Linked DNA regions of Mus musculus: region 1 is linked to region 2. Evidence: chromatin contacts called from public HiChIP or PLAC-seq data. All regions are on one chromosome and are shown on one strand. The core of a region is the stretch at or near the end of the contact, and the rest is flanking DNA. Distances in the headings are between cores, read along the strand shown. Region 1 has its middle 30 kb from the start of Fzd1. Region 2 has its middle 27 kb from the start of Gm40261.

What was found. HiChIP or PLAC-seq counts read pairs in DNA pulled down with a chosen protein or histone mark.
Region 1: a contact with region 2 is called in a FOXA1 HiChIP or PLAC-seq map of pancreatic cancer cells. The contact joins two enhancer-like sites. A contact is called at or near these places in 1 of 15 datasets of contacts at CTCF or cohesin (the NIH/3T3 cell line) and 2 of 115 datasets of contacts at active chromatin or transcription factors (the NIH/3T3 cell line and pancreatic cancer cells).

Annotation. Positions count from the first base shown.
Region 1 is chr5:4,786,764-4,789,890 of GRCm38.p6, reverse strand. No RefSeq gene overlaps it. Among named protein-coding and RNA genes, the nearest start is that of Fzd1, 30 kb to the right of the region's middle. Within about 2 kb of position 1,265, at least 26 of the 459 cell types and tissues checked have an H3K27ac peak or open chromatin away from gene starts, as enhancers often do. A contact at or near this core is called in pancreatic cancer cells, where this site is marked.
Region 2 is chr5:4,244,876-4,247,885 of GRCm38.p6, reverse strand. No RefSeq gene overlaps it. Among named protein-coding and RNA genes, the nearest start is that of Gm40261, 27 kb to the left of the region's middle. Within about 2 kb of position 1,290, at least 37 of the 459 cell types and tissues checked have an H3K27ac peak or open chromatin away from gene starts, as enhancers often do. A contact at or near this core is called in pancreatic cancer cells, where this site is marked.

The DNA of each region.
Region 1 (3,127 bases), core at 16-2,515, 540 kb before region 2:
GTCTGAGATAGGGTCTATATAAGCCTCCTCCCTATTTTTTCTGGAAATACACTATCTATGTTCCCATTATGTGCAGCCGGAAGTCTGAAGATCAGCCAAGAGGCAGCTGAAAATGAAGCCCGGATGCAGGGGTGCCCTGAGACCCTACAGTTAGAAGATCTGAAGATGGAAAGATATGGTCTTGGGAGGCCAAAATGGGCTGGTATATGTAGACATCAGAGGGATTGCAGAAAAACTAGAACCTCACGAGGTATTAGTAACTGCCAAGGTCCCCAACACAGAAGCCTAGCCTAGCCAAGTGGTACCTCGGTGTCAGAGGACGTACTGCCTGGAGCCCAAAGGAAGTCTAAAGCTAAGGAAGAGGAGAGTGAGAAACAGAGGCGATAAGGAAGAGGACAGTGAGAAACAGAGGCGATGAGTGGAACCTGCAGCTGTTGACAAGAACCCACACTGAACATCTCTGAGCTCCAGGGCTCTCCACTCGCACAGAACGAAGTATGGTATGTCGTTGTCCTGGCAACCCACTTCTACTTAATAGATCACCTTCTGCATTTAGTGTCTTAAAGCAGGCATTTATTATCTCAAACTTTCCATGGGGTCAGAAGGAGTTTATCTAGATGATTGTGAGTTGCAACATTTTATGAAGTCAGGCTGCAATCTGATGGTGGTCCAACTAAGTTCACCTGAGGCTGTGCTATTGGTACCAGATCTTAGAAGGTCAACAAAGTCAACAGAGTGCTGAACAGCTGGGTCAGAGCCCTAGAATCTAACTGCTTCCTCACAAGCTTGATGGCTCCAGGTTAGGTGTTTGAGACTTGGGGCTCCAAGGGATGCTGAATCGCTTTTTAGGATGTAGCATCCAGGTTGTTAGAAACCACCATGGCCAGTCTATCCTTAAAGAAAAGAGACTTAAATTTTATCTTTTAATAGAAATTGTAGTCATATTACAAAAGATGTACAGGTCACTGTTGATCACAAGTCATGTATACTGAGCCCATAGACAAAATACCTCTATTCTGTACTGTGCTTTGTTTTCTGTTGCTGTGATAAATCACTGACTGAGAAAATAATCTGAGAAGAACAGGGTTTATTTTAACCTATATTTCCAGGCAACAATCCACCATTGAGGGAAGTCAGAGTAAGAAATCTAGCAGTAATTGAAGCAGAAACCACAGAGGAATGCGGCTTATTGACCAGCTCAGTGGCTTACTCAGAGAACTTTCTTGTTTAATGCAGACCTACCTGCCTAGGAATGCCGCAGCCCTCAGTGGACTGGGCCCTCCCAAATTAGTCATCATTCAAGACAATCTTTTATAGACATGACCACTGGCCAGTCTGATCTGGGAAATTCACCAACTGAGGTTTCCTCTTTCCGTGTTAACTCTAGGATGTATGAAGTTGACAATAAAAATTACCCATCACACCCCATAACACACAAGGTCTGTAATATATTACCTGTTATGTATCTGTCTCTGGCTTGGGGTCTGAAATCTCATCTAAATTTAGTAAAAGTGCTATACCTGGGGCTCCTAGGGTATAGGTCCTTGTATTTGTTCCATAATTAACATACTGTGAAAGAGTCATCACAGGACAACCTAAACAGATGTTTCAGAAACAGAGCACATGTAGTAATTAGTAGTGTGTGACCATTCTGAAGTCCACAAGGGGCATTGCCTGTTCCTTGATTAGAGGTCAGTATTCCCGGGGCTTTCAGCTCCATGTTCTAGACTCTTGGCTCCTTCCAGTTATCCTTTCTTTTCTATTAGTATACCCTGATTTTATGGCTGAATGACTTCTCAGAGGCATTCGGAGGCCTGAAGTTCCTCTTCATTTTGTTCAAACTCTGTAATAGTTAGTGTTAATTGGCAGTTGGGGTGGGGAGTAAGATCACTTGAAAACTGTTTCCTGACAATCTTATTGGGGGACTCTCTATCTCATAAAAACATAGGATAGCACCAGTGTCTTTAATAACTAGCCTTGAACACCACATAGAATTGTTTTTTATTCCTCCCATCTCTCTCTAAGATCTACTTCTTTATTTAAAAATCGGAGTCACCAAGACCAGCCCAATGTTTAATAAGAGATGAGAAAGTAGCCTCAGCCCCTTGATGAGCAGAATTTTGAAGAATTTTTGCAGATTAGTTAATTTAAGTACTACACAGCCCATTGAAAAATGGTGTACACAATTACCCACCAAGAAACCTTGCCAGACTGATGAGAAGAAAACAGATGGAGATTTTCTTGTACTTCTGGGAATTAAGTCTCAGGTCTCTGGAATTATCTGCAATTGGATATTATCCCTCATAAGCTCCAAGGAAACCTTTGCCCATCTATGGCTCTTGGATCCTGAAGTGCTAATTGCCTGGCTTGCAGCAAAGTGTTCCAGAGGGAACTTCTACCCTCTACCCTTCCCTGGCTTCCCAGTTCCCAGAACTGAGTAACCAACTGTCCCAAAGGGAAGACAATTCTTTACGAACAGTATATGCTCCATCGCTTGTCTCTGAGACTTGCTAACAATGCTTGGATTTGCCTTACACTGGGCATGGTGTTTACAATAGTAATTCTTAAAAACACTGCTTGTCAGAGAATTAAATGAGGCGGCTTTAAATATTTCACAGGGAACTAATATAGTATCTTTGTCAACAGACAATCAAGTTCCGGGCTCCACCCCTTCAAAGGCAATGAAATCCCTTATCTATCAGGTGTTGATAGTAGGGGATGTACGTTTTATAGCCATTACTAGAATAGTGAGAAAAACATCCTCCCTGTGTGATAAAACTCTAGGTATTCAGAGATATTTATTTGCTGACTGACATATAACACTGTAGCTAGGTCCAGCCCATTTATGGGGGGAGGGGCTGTGTGTGTGGCCGTGAGGACTAGGAAGGAGGCTGCAACCAGGATGTGAAGTGTGCAAATAAATAAATAATAACAGTGTGTCTGCTCATAGGGGTGATGCAAGGGAGGGGCATGTTCAACCATAAAAGATGATTGACATTTCTGTTTCTATATTTAGACCATATCTTAGAATTCATAAAAATGTCTTTCGTGTTCTTCTATCCCTTAAACCATTTTCTATCTATCCCTCTTCCCCCAAGAAAGTATTTATGTTTAAAAATAAGTATTA
Region 2 (3,010 bases), core at 41-2,540:
TCATGATTTAAAAAAAAAAAAAAGGCTGGAAGTGAATCAACTTTAATGGACAATCTAGAGCTTTGTTTCAAGGAGAAATGCAGACTACACTGAGATCTCTTACCACTTAAAAAAAAGAAGCCCCTAAAAATAGTTTTACTTTTTTTTTTCAGAGATCACAATCTCTGAATTTTTATAATTAAGTTTCCATCATCAAGGTAATAGGCTCTTGTGAGCACTATAGCATATTTTCAAGGGCAGCTAGTTTGTGACATTTCTTGTGATGGTGTGAGAAATTCCCTTTGGAGTAATTGATCAAGAGGATCCAAGACTCCCAAGACAACATATGCTACTGCCACTACCTCCAGTTGCTCCGGAACTTGACGGTTAAATCCTATTGATAAAAACAGCACACACCTCAGACATTAGATTCCAGGGAATATAGTACAGAGCTGGAAGCTTCCTGCTTGAGGAAGGAGTCTCCCAATGAAAAGCAGTAAAAGCTGTTCCAGGCAAAACACAAGCATCTGTGACAACTCAGAATTCAAGTTCCTCCCTGAGCGCTAGCTTTCATGGTATCTGAAGTGCTATGCAAGCTGCTGCCAACAGAGAAAAATCAATCAACAGACTTACCCAGCTATAAAGCCTACGATGGCCAGTCCAGCAAGATACCCTCAACACCGCAATAGTGGCACTCTTATCTTGGGAGTCACCATCAGCCCGCTAAACTACTAATGGCTTACTCAATAGATAAATGATTCATTCCCAGGACTAAATGTCCAATAATAGATAATGGCTGATAGATATAGATGTATTATATATACATATTTCACGTTTTATATACCACATAGAGATGAGATGTATTTGATGTGTGTGTGTGTGTGTGTGTGTGTGTGTGTGTGTGTGTATACAAATATATAGATGGAATATTACCCACCCTTAAAAAGAAAGGTATCTTACCATCTGCCACAAAGTGGATGGACATTAATAACTTTTTGCTGTAAGAAACAAACCTAGACACTAGAAGAAAACTACTGCACGATTGCACTTATCTCTGAAAGATTTAACAAAGACTGAGATATGCATAAATAGAGACTAACATAGTGGTTATAATAAAACCATAGGTTGGGGAGGCATGAAATAGAGAGAGGCAGGTCAATGGATTAAAGTAGCAGTTGCAGACTGCACAAGTCTAGAACCCTAAACTATAACATGAGAACCAGAAGAATGCCAAATGTGTAGAGCATTATTAATAGCTGGTGTACCTGGCAACCACACCCTTCCTTCCTCTGGCATGACTCTGCTATCACTCATGTAGACATCTGCTCCATTTAGAAGGATTTGCCCAAGGGATTGATTACACTCATTCTGACATTACAAAGAGCCTATCTGGGGAAAAAAAAAGGTAAAAGGTATGCTAAGAAACAATAAAAATAGACCCTAACCACAGTTTGAGTATCAGAGTCTAGGGCAGCTTTCCCTTGCCTGCCCCACATCTGGTCTGTGGCAAATATTCCCAGTATTCTTGCTCAGGAAGTACTGGAAAGGGAGAGCAAGCAACATGGCCACCTCTACATTCCTGTGGTCAGAGTTGCTAGCAGACTGCTGTTACCACTTAGGGTTTCCATGTGATCATCGGATACCAGCCAGCCGTTTCCCTAACCACAGAGGACACATATCAAGTTCCTTGTGCCATCTGCTAAATCTCCTTTCTCTTGATTTGAGAAGAAAGAAATACTTGCCTAACCACCCCTAGAGAGAGAAGATAAGACTTTGCAAAGCCCTCTCCCAAAGAAATCCCTGCAAATGCTGAAGCCATCACCACTCTACCCTTTGATGGCCTTTGGGTGGGGTGAGGGGGTCTCAGAATGTAGCCGTCCTTGCCTACTCCTTGGGAGTATTCACATAGAAACTTACCTACCTGCTCCCTCAGAGCACAGAAGCAGTCATATTTCTGTCTTGGCAGAAGTTTCAATTCTGATATTCTGTTGTGTGTGCGTGAACTTCACCATCTCATATTTTGTGAATTAAAAAAAAAAGATTGGAAACTTTCACTGTATTCAACATTTTGTCAGAATTCAAAATGAAAGAAATGATTCTGGGGTAATCAAAGGTAAGAAGAACCAAGCCCAAAGTTTTATTATATGATGAATGAACTTTGAAGGGTTTAGAGAAAAGATGATTAAGGTATATAAAATTAAGGATTAAAAAATTATAGTCTCTTAAAAGTAAATACCAAGCTGTATTCTTCACATTGAAGATCAATTACACCCCAGGAGATGAACCTAAATCTTGGCAGAAGGAATAGTTAGATATTTTAAAGGATAATGGGAAATGATGATGGGGTTTTTTGGAGAGGGGTTGCTCTTCTTGTTTTTTTTTTTTTTTTTTGATGTCTTTTTAAATAGAAAAACCTGCGGGTTTTTTTTTTTCCCAGATAATTTAGCCAAAGTCTTTCTCTACAATAAGCATGTAACTTCTTTTACAGTTTGTGAACTCTCTGAACCGTCATTGAGTCTATCATTTCTTGGTCTTTTGGTGGCGCCTTTCCCCTGATCTCCTTTCTTTACCCCCATGCAATCTGTTTCTCACTGTCTTGTTGCAGTAACAGAGTGTCTTCAGAAGGCAGTGTTACCAACAGTAGTTTCTACTTTCTGTTTACAACAAGAAGTAGAGACACACTTTGGACCCATAACTGAAATACAGCACGGTGCCTAGGTTTGTGGTTTTGAGAGACCTTGAAATGCTTCCTCCCCTGTGCCACCCACAGAATTTCCCAAGTTTGATTTTAATATCCTCTAGAATTCTGTAGTTAAAGAGAACAGCTTCAAAGGTTTTGAGAGTCTGCTGGCTTCTGGAAGGTTTTTATTGGCTGTGAGTTTTGATTGAAATTATCTATTTGCTATTCAGTTTAATATGTTAAGAGAGATTTCTAAATGGACTGCCTCAGGTTTTGTGGTGCTGACTAGAATAATAATGTAAAAACCGCATGGCTATGTAGGAGACAAAAGATAAGGTCAGAGGAAAACAG